2 separate regions of the Mus musculus genome follow, and region 2 is linked to region 1. A link is a contact called in public Hi-C data. All regions are on one chromosome and are shown on one strand. The core of a region is the stretch at or near the end of the contact, and the rest is flanking DNA. Distances in the headings are between cores, read along the strand shown. Region 1 holds the start of Cnot10 (CCR4-NOT transcription complex, subunit 10). Region 2 overlaps Dync1li1 (dynein cytoplasmic 1 light intermediate chain 1).

Region 1 (7,141 bases), core at 1,662-4,161:
AGAGAGAGAGAGAACATGTGTACATGCCACATTGCATGTACATGTACATGCCACATGTACCCATGTCACATTGCACTTGTGAAGGTTAGAGAACAATTTTCATGAGTCCTCTCCTTCTACAATGTGGATGCCAGGGACTCAACTCGGGTCATCAGGCTTGATGGTAAATAAGCCATTTCCCCAAGCCTTATATGTTTTTTTCTTTTTCCTTTCATTCCCTTCCCTTCCCTTCCCTTCCCTTCCCTTCCCTTCCCTTCCCTTTCCTTCCCTTCCCTCCCCTTCCCTTTCTCTTCCTCCTTCCCTCCCTCCCTCTCTCACTCTCTTTTTTACATTTATGTTTGTTTGTTTGTTTGTTTATTGGTTTTTCGAGACAGGGTTTCTCTGTGTAGCCCTGGCTGTCCTGGAACTCACTTTGTAGACCAGGCTGGCCTTGAACTCAGAAATCCGCCTGCCTCTGCCTCCGGAGTGCTGAGATTAAAGGCGTGCACCACCACACCCAGCCTTAAATTTATTTTTAAAGTTTTATTTATTTATTATATATAAGTACACTGTAGCTGTCTTCAGACACACCAGAAAGAGGCATCAGATCTCATTACAGATGGTTTTGAGCGACCATGTGGTTGCTGGGATTTGAACTCAGGACCTTCGGAAGAGCAGTCAGTGCTCTTACCCTCGGAGGCATCTTGCCATCCCTACAATAAAATTTTAATGATGATGTTGTCATACAGCTAAAATCCTCTCCATTGTTTGTATCTTAACAAATGGCCCTTAGCTCTGTAGATGCTCAAGAATGATTTCCATAGCAATGTCTTTAAACTGTAAGATTAACAATAACTGGGACTGGAGAGATGGCTCAGCGGGTAAGAGCACTGACTGCTCTTTCAGAGTTTCCCAGTTCAATTCCCAGCAACCACATGGTGGCTCACAACCATCTGTAATGGGATCCGATGCCCTCTTCTGGTGTGTCTGAAGAAAGCGACAGCGTACTTAATATATAATAAATAAATAAATCTTTAAAAAATAATAAATAAATAAATCTTTAAAAAATAATAAATAAATAAAATTAAATTAAACTTGAGATAAGATCTTGTTTCCAGTCTAGTTTGCTCTCAAATTCAAAATTCTCCTGCCTCTACCAGCTGAGGCTGGAATATTATGCATGTGTACATCTGACCTCTAAATTTTTTGCTCAAGATTTACACCAGCAAAGGACTAGCTTTAAAACCAGGAACCACTGTAAATATTTTAATAAAATATTTCATGACTTTTTTCTTCAGGCAGAGTCTGATCTTGCTTATATCCCTGATTGGCCTTAGAATAGAAATCTGATTTTGAAATCTATTGAATCCTGTGGAAGCCATTTCTTTCCTACTACCATTTAACTTCTGCAAATCAAATTCAGGTCATCAGGCTTAGTGGCAGGCATTTACCCTCTGATCTATTCTGCTGGTAATTGGCTTATTTTTTAAAATAAAAATAAAAATTTCAAAGTCTTATGAGGAGTACCTGGTGTGATGGTGCAGCCTTTAATCCAACACTCGGGAGGCAGAAACAGGCAGATCTCTAAGGTAAGCTACACAGAAAATAGAAAAATGTAAACCAAATAAATAGCTCCATGTGATTTATTTATTTACATACTTAACTATGCTCCCATCAAAGCACCATTTGGGTCACTTTACAATTCAGTGCTGTTGTCATTTATATATGAAGTTCCTCTCCCTCAAAAGCCTGCATATAGGAGGCCCGGCCCCCAGTCCTTGAGAGTGATAATAGGATTCCAACAGTTTGGAGCTATCCTTGGATTCATCCACTTGCAGATTCGTAATTTGGTGCATCATTAGGAAGTAATGGAAATTAAGGAGGTGCGGCCCAGTGGGGCTAAGTATCTCAGTTGCATGTGCCCTTGGAGACTATTTCTTCTCCCAGCTTCCTCTGCTTCTAGCACCAGGAAGGCAACAACTTTACTCTGTCACTTGTGCCCTGGCACAATGCACTGCTTCACTAATGGTCCAAAAACAATGGAACCAAGTGACCTGGGACTGAAAACTCTGATACACGAGGCAAAAAATCCATCCTTCCTCATTTAAATTCTCCTCTAGGGTATTTATCACAGAAGCAAAAAGTCTAACACAAATGCTTTTAATGTCTGTTTCTCTCCGTGAAATGAACCTCTGTTATTATAAATGCTGTTTGTTCTCTAGAAGGGAAAGGAAGAATGGAGTAGGTGCTTCTGGAACCCAAGGCTATGGTCATTGAGCAAAACCAGAACCAGTTCAGGGTTAAAGCCTTTGCCACAAAGACTGCCAGATAGGGATACATAGTGAGATTCTGTCTCAAAAAATTAAACAAACAAACAAACAAAAATTTGTCACGATATGGGCTAGAGATGAGATAGTTGGGAGCTGGGTAGTTGAAGAGTGGGTATTGTTTTTGCAGAGGATTTGAACTTGAATCTAAATCATTGTGCTTAGTAATCGTGATGCATCAAGCTTTTGTCTTAGACCGACCTACCATAGTAAGTTAATGGTTGCATGACTCGCAATCAGAGAAACCGCATGCATAATGCAGTCTGAATGGCTTTTTCAACTTGGCTACAAATAACAAAACAGCTCTGAAACTTTGAAAAAAAAAAAAGCCTTTTTTCTGGGGGAGGTGGCCTCCTCTAACAACACTTCTCTCATCCTCATTGTTATGGAAAAACAGCCCCTATGAGACTCAGAGCTTAGCACATAAACCTCAGGTGTGGTGCCTGCCATTTTGCTGAAATGCGGAACAAAAAGTCCTTCCCCTTCTGTGTTTCACTCAGGACCTACACTAGTGTACTTCCGGGTTTGCAGAAGGACGCGCTTCCGGGGCCGAGGCCAGCCCTAATTCCCACGCCCAGCTGGCCCCGCCCCGGAAGTAGCGTCTCCCTTGGCCGCTACGGGACGGAAGCTGTGGATGGCGGGGAAAACAGCCCTGCACCGGCGGATGTGTTGGCGCTGTTGCTAGACGACGAGCAGTAACTTCGTCACTTCCTCAGCCCGTGGCCCGCCCAGGACCTTAGCCGAGGCGACTGGAGCGGGCTTGAGCTGAAGAGTTGTCCCCCGCCGGTAGGACTCACCACCAGCCCGGCGGCGGGAGTCGGGGCCACGCCACCTACAGGGAGGAACTCGAGCCGAGGCGGGAAGATGGCTGCAGACAAGCCTGCAGGTGAGGCGCCCGCGCCGCGACCCAGGGGCTGACACACTGCGCGCGGGGACGGCAGGGCCCGCGTGGGGGACCCGAGGGCCACTTGACTTCGCTTGGGTACTTGTGCCCTTCACTCTTCTCAGCTGTCTCTACTGTGAGTCCAGTGGATTTTCTGCTGTGACACATCTTGATTCTACTGCACCCCATCTTGATTGCACTGCATTTGCCTTGCTCTCCAAGTTAATTCTGGCGCAGGAAGCTTGAATTTGTCACGCCGCTGTCCAGACGCTTTAAGGGAAAGTCTATCCGAGCACGCACGGTTGCCGTAAGGCCCCCCCAGGCTCAGCCACTGAAAAAGTTCCCTCTGGTCAGCGTGTCCAGTGGAGTCATTCTGAAAACTGTCTAAAGAGGCGTGACGTTTCACTGTGTCTCCTGCCTGCTCTCACTTACCTTGTTCCTCATCTGATTTTTCCCGAGCTCCTCGAGATTCCTTTTTAAAAGTCTTAATTATGTGTGTGAGTGCAGGTGCCTGCCGAGACTAGAAGAGGACATTGCGTCTACTGGAGCTGGAGTTACACAGTTGTGGGCCACCACTTGTGGGTGCTGGGAACCCAGTCTTGGTCCTCGGCAAGAGCAGCGAGTGCTGTTAACCGCTGAGCCATCACCTTTCCAGCCCCAAGATTAAGTTCTTTTTTTTTTTAAGTTATTTATTTATTTATTCATTATATGTATGTACACTGTAGCTGTTTTTCAGACACCCCAGAAGAGGGCATCAGATCTCATTAAGGATGGTTGTGAGCCACCATGTGGTTGCTGGGATTTTGAACTCAGGACCTACGGAAGTGTAGTCAGTGCTCTTAACCGCTGAGTTATCTCTCCAGTCCCAAGATAAAGTTCTTAATTTCTGTGGTTTTCTGTGGTACTCCATCAGGAATTTTTCCCATTAGGGAATTATGAGAGCCCATTTATTACCTGGAAAGTCTGCTATATTTCTTTGAAGAAAGTAATGTTTAGAGAGTGGGGCGGAATTGATTGGTTGATTGATTGATTGATTGATTGAGGCAGGGTCTCACTATGTATGTAGCCTTGGCTGTCCTGGAGCTCGCTATATAGACCAGGCTATTCTCAAACTCACTAGACATAAAGCCTCCTGAGTGCTAAATTAAAGTTGTGTGCCATTATACCCACTGCCATAGAATTTTAGCTAGGTGATCAGAGAAAATCTATTGTGAGGTGATTCCTTTTTTAAAGTTATTTTTAACTTTGGGTGTATGCACGTGAGGACAAATGCCTGAAGATGCTGTCCGAGGAGTTGGGTCACGCAGAGCTGGAGTTACAGGTAGTTGTGGGTGCTGGGAATCAAACTCAGGCCCTCTGAAGAGCAGTGTGTGCTTTTAATCACTGAGCACCAAGGTGATTTGCATGTCTTGGCTTTCAAGGATCAAATCCAATCATCAGGGCGCAAGTATCTTTACCCACCGAGCCCCTGCTGATCCAGCTCCTGCTGGGATAGTATTGAGCACAGATCTGAATAAAGTGAAGGGGTGATCCTGTTGGTGTGGGATGCAAGAAGGGTGCCAATTGCCTGCCCGGGTCTAGACGGGACCGGGACTGTCCTTGTTAATCAAAACAGTGCTGCTTCTGGAATCATTTCCCGGGAAGCGTCTCACCAGATCCAGGACTGCCCGGCTTGAGTTGCACCTCAGTCACGTGGCGTTCCTTCACTGCTTGCTTCCTTCCTTCACAAAGACACTGTGCAGGCATCCTTCAGATGATGAAGTGAGTGTAAGACAGCCTGCCTCTGAGGACCTGCACTCTGGACCTCTGCTGGGTTAAGTGGCATGGTTCTGGCTGTTGGGTCCTCGTAGTTGCTCTCTTACACTTTTCTTTTTGTTTTGTTTTGTTTTCTTTTCTTTTTTTTTTTTTTAGGTTTTTTTTCGAGACAAGATTTCTCTGTGTTGCCCCTGTCTGTCCTTGAACTCCCTCTGTAGACCAGGTTGGCCTCAAAAGCAGGAAATCCACCTGCCTCTGCCTCTGCCTCTACCTCAGAAGGCTGGCATCAAAGCGTGTGCTGACCCAGCTGCCAGCACCACTACCACCCGAGTAGTACTTTATCAGCACTTTACTCAGTGGGTAAAGGTGTTTTCTTTCAAGCCTGACACCTGAGTCCATCCCCAGGACTCATGCAGAGAAAACTGCCTTCTCCAGGTTGTCTCTGACACACGCACACGCAAGTAAACAGCACCAGCCAGTGTTTCTTATGGTAGTGGTGAAAGAGGCAGAAGAGACATGTTAAACTTATTTGGAAAGTGCCAGCCCAGGGTCCAGGAAGTGAAGGGGAGACACAGTGTATTCCATCCCTGCTCTTGATCCACCATGGGCTCTGAGAAGCCGTGGCAATCACTTCCTGTGGGAGTTTTTTTAAGGGGCCTCACCATGGCCCCCTCTGGAAAAACAGCCTCTGGAAGCAGTTTTTGAAAGTAGCACACGGGGAGAGGATTTGTCTGTGTTGCTTCCTCCTGCTTTCTTCTTCCGGTTGTTCAAGGGCATCTAAAAGGGAGGAACAGAGTCCTTGTGTGTCTCCTTGGCAATTGATCAGCAGGATCCTAAGCTCGGATCTTCCCGCCTCAGCCTCCCGCCTCAGCCTCCCGAGGTGCTGGGGTCACAGATATGTGTCATTACGCCCAATTTACCTTGTTAATGGATGCTAAGTGTCCAAGAGCAAATGGCAGCATTTCAGCCTTTGGTGAAGCCCTGTGATACATGACAGGAGGCAGGAATGCCTGTGTGTGAGAGAGATCCAGTGATCAAACAGAAGTCAGCAGGCTGTGGTGACACACGCCTGCCATCCCAGCACCTGGGAGTTGAGTCAGGAGAAGGACCCACAAGGTCAATCTGGGAAATTGAATTCCAGGCCTTTCTGGGAGATAGACTGAGACCTGCCTCAACAAAACCAAACAGAGAAAGAAGCCAAAGAGCAGAATGGAGGTGGGGCTTGCCATGTGCTTATTAGTATTCAAAGTGGGCCTTCAATTCAGTGTCCCAGCCTCCATGTGCCACTGTGCTCAGCTGCTCCGAGGACAGACAGTGCCTTGCTTTAGTCTCTGGAACTCGTGGACTCCCATTTTTTCCAACTCCTCTTGTTTGAGGGATTAGAACTATAGAATATAACAGTGTGTTTATTTCTCTCTCTCTCTCTCTCTCTCTCTCTCTCTCATCTGTCTCTGTCTCTTGGGGGTTGTGTCCATGTGTGTTGTGAGTGTGTGGTACATGCACATGAGTTGTATGGAGGCCAGGAAAGGACACATCTACTGTCTTATTCTCTTGATATAGGATCCTTCAGTGACCCAGAAGCAAACTCTTTGCTATGCTGGCCAGCTGGGCACTGAGCTCCTGGCACCCTTCTGTCTCCGTCCTGGTTGGGTTCTCCTGGCACCCTTCTGTCTCCGCCTTGGTTGGGTTCTCCTGGCACCCTTCTGTCTCTGCCTTGGTTGGGTTCTCCTGGCACCCTTCTGTCTCTATCCTGGTTGGGTTCTCCTGGCACCCTTCTGTCTTCATCCTGGTTGGTTACAGCCTGTGCAGCTGTTCCCAGCTTTGATGTGGGTCTGGAGAGTCAAACTCACATTGTCACACTTGCAGAGCACGCACTTGTGCCCACAGAACCGTCTTCTCAGCCCTTTTTTTTTTTTTTTTTTTTTTTTTGGTTTTTTGAAACAGGGGTTTCTCTGTATAGCCCTGGCTGTCCTGGAACTCACTTTGTAGACCAGGCTGGTGGGGTTTGGCTTTTTTTTGGGGGGTGGTAGAAACCACATCTGAGCTGTCCTAAGAGCTCCCTGGTAACTTCAGTGAGGGCTGTCATGTCAATGCCTGGAAGGTTGAGGGAAAAGAACCTTCAGGTTAATCCTTGGCTACATAGTGAGTTTGAGGCTAGCCTGGGCTACTTGAGAGCCTGTTTTTTTTTTTTAATATA
Region 2 (6,762 bases), core at 1,458-3,957, 77 kb before region 1:
CAGCACCCACAGGGTAGGTACTCCACAACCATCCAAACTCCAGTTCTAGGAGATCTTACAGTCCTCTTCTGATCCCCTTGGGCACCAGGCACACAAATGGTACTCATTCATGTATTCAGGCGAACATTCTTTTTTTCTGTTTTTACTTTTCTTTTGTTTTGTTTTGTTTTTCAAGACAGGGTTTCTCTATATAGGCCTGGCTGGCCTGGAATTCACTTTGTAGAAAAGGCTGACCTCAAACTCAGAAATCTGCCTGCCTCTGCCTCCCAAGTGCTGGGATTAAAGGCGTGCACCTCCACCGTACGGCACAGGCGAACATTCATACACATAAAATAAAATGAATCTAAAGAAAATTGAAATTAATACGTAATTTTAAAATTGAATTAATACTATTCTCTGTATAGCCCTGATTGTTCTGAAACTCACTCTGTAGACCAGGCTGATCTTGAACTGAAGAGACCCATCTGCCTCCCAAGTATTCAGATTTAAGGCATACACCACCACCACCCAACCACAGCTTAACTTTTACATATATATGTACATTAGCTTAAAAAGTCACCATGGAGCCGGGCGTGGTGGCGCACACCTTTAATCCCAGCACTTGGGAGGCAGAGGCAGGCAGATTTCTGAGTTCGAGGCCAGCCTGGTCTACAAAATGAGTTCCAGGACAGCCAGAGCTATACAGAGAAACCCTGTCTCAAAAAACAAACAAACAAAAAAAAAAAGTCACCATGGGGACTGGAGAGATGACTCAGTGGGTAAGAGCACTGGCTGCTCTTCTAGAGGTCCTGAGTTCAATTCCCAGCAATCACATGGTAGCTTACAACCATCTGTAATGGTGTCTGATTGCCCTCTTCTAGTGTGTCTGATAGCTACAGTATACTCATATAAATAAAATAAATAAGTAAATCTTTTAAAAAGTGGAAAACACAACAACAGAGGGCACTTGAATACTTTATAATTAAAAAAAAAAAAAACAAAAACAAAAGCCACCATGGACCAAGCATGGTGCTGAACACTTTCAACTCCAGCACCGAAGAGGAAGAAACAGGTGAGTTCCAGGCCAGCCTGGGCTACATAATGAGTTGCAGGCCAGCCCGGGCTACACAGTGAGACTTTGTGTCAACAAAGTAAATAAATTAGGGACTGGAGAGAAGGCTCAGCAGTTAGGAGCACTGCTTGCTCCTCCAGAGGACCTGTGTTCAATCCCCAGCACCTATACAGAGCTCACAGCCATCCAAACTCAGTTCTAGGAGAGCCTACAGCTCCCTTCTGACCATTTTGGGCACCAGGCACACACATGGTTAAACATTCATACACATGAACTAAATCTAAAATATAACTGATTTAATTGTTTAACAGTTAAAAGCCATCTTGGCATGATGGTTAAAGGGGTAGACATTTGTCATCTTTCCTGGTGGCCTGAGGACAATACAGGAGCTGTGGCTTACATGCACATTTCACTCTCACCTCAAACACACCAAACAGATGCATATGTAATAAAAATGTAAGTATATGATAGTTATATAAGTATCATAGGGCTTGAAGGCAATTGTAAGCATCTTTGCACACTGAATCCCACTAAAACTGCCTGTAATGTAGCTTCCTACCTGTAGCTTCATCAGAAACACTTGGTCATCTTCTGCCATGATCTCCTTCTCATGCACGAACTGAAAGGAGTAAGATGGAAGCCATGAGTGCACTGAACACATTTTCTAACACCTCCAATCCCTGAAGGTATGGCTTAGACTAACGAAGGACAGTTCGAGAACTAGAACTTCACCACTACAGATGTAAGCCACACCCTAGTGTGGCTGCGTGATTTTATTAGCTTTACATTGAAAGCTACTCATGATCACTCATTGAACACTCAACCCTAGAGCCACAGGACTTTCAGCCACGCCTATTCGATTTGGTATCCAGCAATGGAGTGTTCTAAATGAGTTAGGAATATCTCAGTGAATGCCACATGTCCCTGGTTCCCCTGAAATAAAAACAAAATGCTCTTCTACCAGCTGCGTAAGAAGAAAGGGCAAGCACCACACAGATGAGCGGTTCACTTCCCCTAGAAGGGCTGTGAGCCTCTCAAAGGTTAAGTCACTTTACAGCAATCCTCTGTTCCAATTCCACAATCGGTGCCCATCTCACTGCAGCCTAGAAAAAGCCCCCAGGGTCGTAACTCAGCCCCTCACCTCCCCGCCAGCCCCCTCTCAGCTCTCGTCAGCGTCTGTCTTCTATGGACTCCTTCACTGGAGCACGCACACTTTCAGACCTTCCCCTTCACAACAGTCTCTTCTCTTTGTGTGCTACTGGGGGGAGGGGGACCTGGAACTTCACACACTACAAGAGTGGTACCACTAAGTCGCAGCCCAGCCCGCAGCCCGGCTCTGACACTCCCCTTCCTCTCAGAGTGGCCACTCCTATAAAAGCTGCCCTAGGGCCCCATCTTCTTAGTCTGCCTCCACATCCTGCTTATTTCCACAGCTGAAAATTCACTACCACTTGACGGATGACCTATGAATTAGAGCTTGTGTCATTGTTTTAAGATAGGATCTCACTCTGCAGTCCAGGCTGGCTTGGAACTCATTATGTCTGACCTCAAACACGTGGCGAGCCTCCCAGCTGTTCTTCCAAAGGGCCGGGGTCATAGGGGCGTAGCAGCAGGCCCAGCTATGGGTCAGCGTATTACTGTACGCACAGCCTCCTCCTTCCTAGCTGGCACTTTGTACCCGAACAAAGTGCTAAGTGCAACGAATGAAAGAAAGGGCACCGTAAAGCTTAATCTGGCTGGGAAGAGCGGGGACCGGAGATGGCTCAGCTGTTAAGAATGTGCATGGATCTTGCAAAGGACCTGAGTATGGTTTCCAACACCAGCATTGTGGAGCTCACAGCTCCCTGTAACTCAGCTCCAGAGGATCCAGTGGCCTCTCCTGAGCTCTGAAGGCTACTGTGCTCCTGTGTACATACACAACACCAACACACAAGCCTACACAAGTAAAAGGGGAGGGCAACATTTTTGTACGGTTTCCTCTTTTTGAAGTATGTATTTCTTTACTAGCTATCTAAACAAACTAGCACGCTGACTGACTTGTCACTGAGCTAGCTTTCCTCGCCACTGACAACCCCCACGCAGAAGACAGACGCCGACAGTGCAAACACTTCAGTTCAACAAGACTCACCATATCTACTACATCAGGATTATTCTTTCTGAAAATGCTGGGCTAAGTCTCTGAGAAGGATTACACATAAATACTCATGTCACTTTCAGAAACAGCTATATCTGTATTTATCTAGTGAACATTATGTATATGCAGCTTAATACAAAGTCATAATACACACATAAGAACCTTATTTAACAGTCATAAAACCTTAGCCAAGACTAAAGCAAAATGAGAATGTTTTAGATGGCTATGAGCCAATACAGGTGACCAGCGACTACGGTCAAGATCCACAATAAGGCTCGATGGGAGAGAGGAGAAAACTCTTGTGATGCTTTCTTGCTCTGGGAAAAGCTGTAGTCTCTCAAGTCCACAGCTTCCATCCATTCTAACTGCTCAGGGTCTCCATGCTCACTCATGCTACGCTGTGGTTTCCAAAGTGTGTTAGGAATGGAGTCAGTGCTAGTGTCTGCAAAGATGGACGTGCAAGGCCCAAGGCTGGGGACTGAGTAGTCGCCTGATGTTTGCTGGGACAGGTGTGTGTGAGAGCCACTGAGCAACTCTTCTGACAGCGATGAGAACGTCTTCTCCCTGTGCCCTTTACATCACAGACTGCCCTCCTCTTAGCTTAAGTCTAGATATTAAGGCCATTTTAAGACTTACCTTTCTGACAGGAGGTTTGGTTATGATGTCTTCAAAATTATCTTCTACTTTCAAAGTCTGAAAATTTTCATGTAATATTCCTATTTTCTTATCATTATCCCACCCTGCTGGACTGGAGAGAAATGCACATAAAACTATCAGACATTTACAGCATCACTTTTCCATTTAACCCATAGATCATTGTTTTGGGAGCTGAGGGAGCAGAGCACTAGGTACAGCGCTTACGGCTCCTCTCTGCATGCTGTGGGGTGTCCTACCACTGAGCCACAGCCCCAGAGAGCAGCATGCTAGCTGGGGAAGCTCTCTACCAGCCCCCCCCCCTGAAATAATGTAAAACCAAGCCCACATTCCATATTTGGTCATCATTTACTGTAACAGCTGAGCAACAAACCATCCCCATGCCCCAGGTGTCCAGTGCCATCTCAAGGGCAAAGGCAGACACTGAGCAGCAATGCAGGATGGACTACACTTTGAGCACTCACATAAACACTGCGTCCTTCTCCACCACCACCGCAGGGATCTTGTACGGGAACCCGTACAGCTTCTGGACGATGTATTTATAAACTAAGTCTATGTTCTTGTTCTCTTTTACTGAAGTGTAAATCAGCGCTGCGCCATCTAACCATCTAATTAAGGAAAACAGTATGAAACTCATAAAGGCATCAGAGACCACATTTTCAGCGTGACATGCGTGTATATATGCACGGTGCTTAGGAGGAAGCATCCAGGGTGTGTAATGTGATGACATAGTTAGCCAGAAGTTCTTAGTCGCCCAGCACTCGGCAGGGAGAAGCAGGAGGATCACAAGTTCAACATCAACTTCAGCAGACAGAGTGTGAGTGAGGCTAGGCTGTGGTACACGTGATCCTGTCTCCAAAAAAGACTCCCAGCCAGGCAGGGGTGGCGCACGCCTTTAGTCCCAGCACGTGGGAGGCAGAGACAGATGGATCTCTGAGTTCGAGACCAGCCTGGTCTACAGAGCAAGTTCCAGAACAGCAGGGCCATATAAAGAAACAATGCCTTGAAAAATGAAATAGTAATTTATTTATTTATTTTTTTTTTTTTTTAAAAACCACTAAGTTTATTGCCAATATAAACTAACAAACCCTTAGAGAGATTCGAAATAGTAATTTAAAAGGGGCCTCCTGTGTCAATCTCTAAGTGTTTAGCTTACAGGTTGTACCCTGCAAAAGGCCATCTCCAGTGAGTGACACATGCCCTCCAACATGGCCATGCCATCTAACCCTCATGCTGCAGCACGGCCAACTGGGAGCCAAGAGTTCAAACACATGAGTTTGTGGGACAGGTTCATTCAAACCATCACAACCTGATAATCCTTTTTCTTAAGCACGATTCTTTAAACATGGCAAATTAATATTAATATTTAAATCCTTGCCCTCACACTTTAACAGAGCAGCCAAGGGCCGTTACTTGTACCCCTCCTCCCAATCTGCTCCCCAAATGTTTAGCGACCCATCCCTTAGTGTGCTACTATAAACAAAAAGAGACTTCTGTAATGCCTCTCTTCTCTTCAACTCATATGAACTGACTTCAAAACAACAATGTGTCTGTTTAAAAAATAAATGTAGATGCTAACCCCGATGGTTTTCAAAAGGGAGATGTCCACTCTGAAAAGGTCCTACCCAGAGCTCAGTGTAGAGGTGCAGCCTAGAATCCCAATCCTTGGGGAGGCAGAAACAGGAGGTTCTAGGCTAGACTAAGCTACACAGTCTGTCTCAAAAGAAAACACCCACACACCAAAACTCCAGAGAAAAACAAGCCAGCCTCCACTCAGTCTGGGAGTTTCTTGCTCATTCTCTCACTGGATGCCTATGTGTCCCATAAGCCCTGTGTACCCCTGAGTCCTTCTCCCAAAGTGAAGATTTGAGAGAGAAAATCTCTTCAGAACTGGGCTTGAATAAATCTGTTTTCTCCCTTTACCCCCATCTCCATCTACCAAGTTTCAAAAGAGCAGAGAGAGAACAGAACAAACCTAGAACGCCACGCATGAGTGACCTGGCAAACGGGAGGGGTAGAACCAGGGTCACAGAATTCCTGTAAGTCCATCGTAACTGTTTTGCTTGGTAGGGCGCTCTGTTAAAGGATACACTGTAAACAGAACTTGCGGATGTGAGACTGGATAAAATCGAAGTGTTCATCTCTGTAGTCATGCTCTTTCTCCAATACACTAATGGCATCACACTGTGGAGATAAAGCAGTCATTGGATGGCATTACAGCAGCTTGAATTTAAACACTGCAGTCCAATAGGACGATGTAAACAACCAAACACTTCAGCTGTTGACAGCAGAACGTAACAAGTCACCAGTATGACAACAGCCGAGCAGGACCTGCAATATCAACATCCTGGACAGTGCTGGCCTTCCAACCCATGCCAGCTCTACAGAACATGGTAGAACTCTCCCTTCCACCTGGCCCCACCATAACATCGAGAGGCTGGCTGTCAAAGGCCCCCACGTGTGTAGGAGCAGCTCTGCCTTGCTGCAGAGACACACTGAGGACAATACGATGACATCCATGTAATCTTCACTGCAACCCTTCCAAACTGAAGATGTAGAATATAAAAAGATAAGCATTTATACTGTTAATTATTCTATGCAACATTAGTCTGGGGTCAAATGTCATATACAGATTTGTTATACACACATTATAGAACAGTCTTCCTATATAAGCACAAACATCTGCTTGCTCATTTTATAGAACACTGAGCAATATCTCAAATGATCAAAGACACCACATTGTACTGCTGACTGCCTGGACTATTTGGTAAGGTATGGCAGTTTACTAGAGTCTTAACCTCAATGAAGGACTGAGGATGTAGCTCAGCGGTCAAGTATGTGTGAGCTCCTGGGTTTAATTCCCAGCATCCTCTCACTCCATATAAAGGGGTAACTGAGCTGGGCTTGGTAGGCACTGTATCTC

Evidence for each region. Hi-C and Micro-C count contacts between places; a contact is called where the count stands out from the background.
Region 2: a Hi-C map of liver shows a contact between it and region 1, with 4 times the contacts expected there. The contact joins the enhancer-like site here to the promoter of Cnot10 in region 1. A contact is called at or near these places in 16 of 39 promoter capture datasets (the 3T3-L1 cell line, 3T3-L1-derived adipocytes, the C10 cell line and 7 more), 9 of 15 datasets of contacts at CTCF or cohesin (CD8 T cells, the G1E-ER4 cell line, the NIH/3T3 cell line and 5 more), 204 of 484 Hi-C or Micro-C datasets (the 63-12 cell line, the AML12 cell line, B cells and 102 more), 31 of 115 datasets of contacts at active chromatin or transcription factors (CD8 T cells, the HPC-7 cell line, PVALB interneurons and 22 more) and 4 of 9 other capture datasets (adipose tissue, embryonic stem cells, embryonic tail and 1 more).

Annotation. Positions count from the first base shown.
Region 1 is chr9:114,635,970-114,643,110 of GRCm38.p6, reverse strand. It overlaps Cnot10 (CCR4-NOT transcription complex, subunit 10), which reads left to right and starts at 2,911. Exons shown (of 20, transcript NM_153585.5): 1 at 2,911-3,192. The coding sequence starts at 3,171. Gm51659 (a long non-coding RNA gene) reads right to left here. Exons shown (of 3, transcript XR_003948085.1): 2 at 5,865-5,954; 3 at 5,102-5,721.
Region 2 is chr9:114,712,771-114,719,532 of GRCm38.p6, reverse strand. Dync1li1 (dynein cytoplasmic 1 light intermediate chain 1) reads right to left here. Exons shown (of 13, transcript NM_146229.2): 6 at 5,930-6,023; 7 at 4,304-4,439; 8 at 3,822-3,933; 9 at 1,611-1,670. Among named protein-coding and RNA genes, the nearest start is that of Cmtm6, 15 kb to the left of the region's middle. Within about 2 kb of position 2,707, at least 14 of the 459 cell types and tissues checked have an H3K27ac peak or open chromatin away from gene starts, as enhancers often do. A contact at or near this core is called in the N1E-115 cell line, hepatocytes, kidney and 2 more, where this site is marked.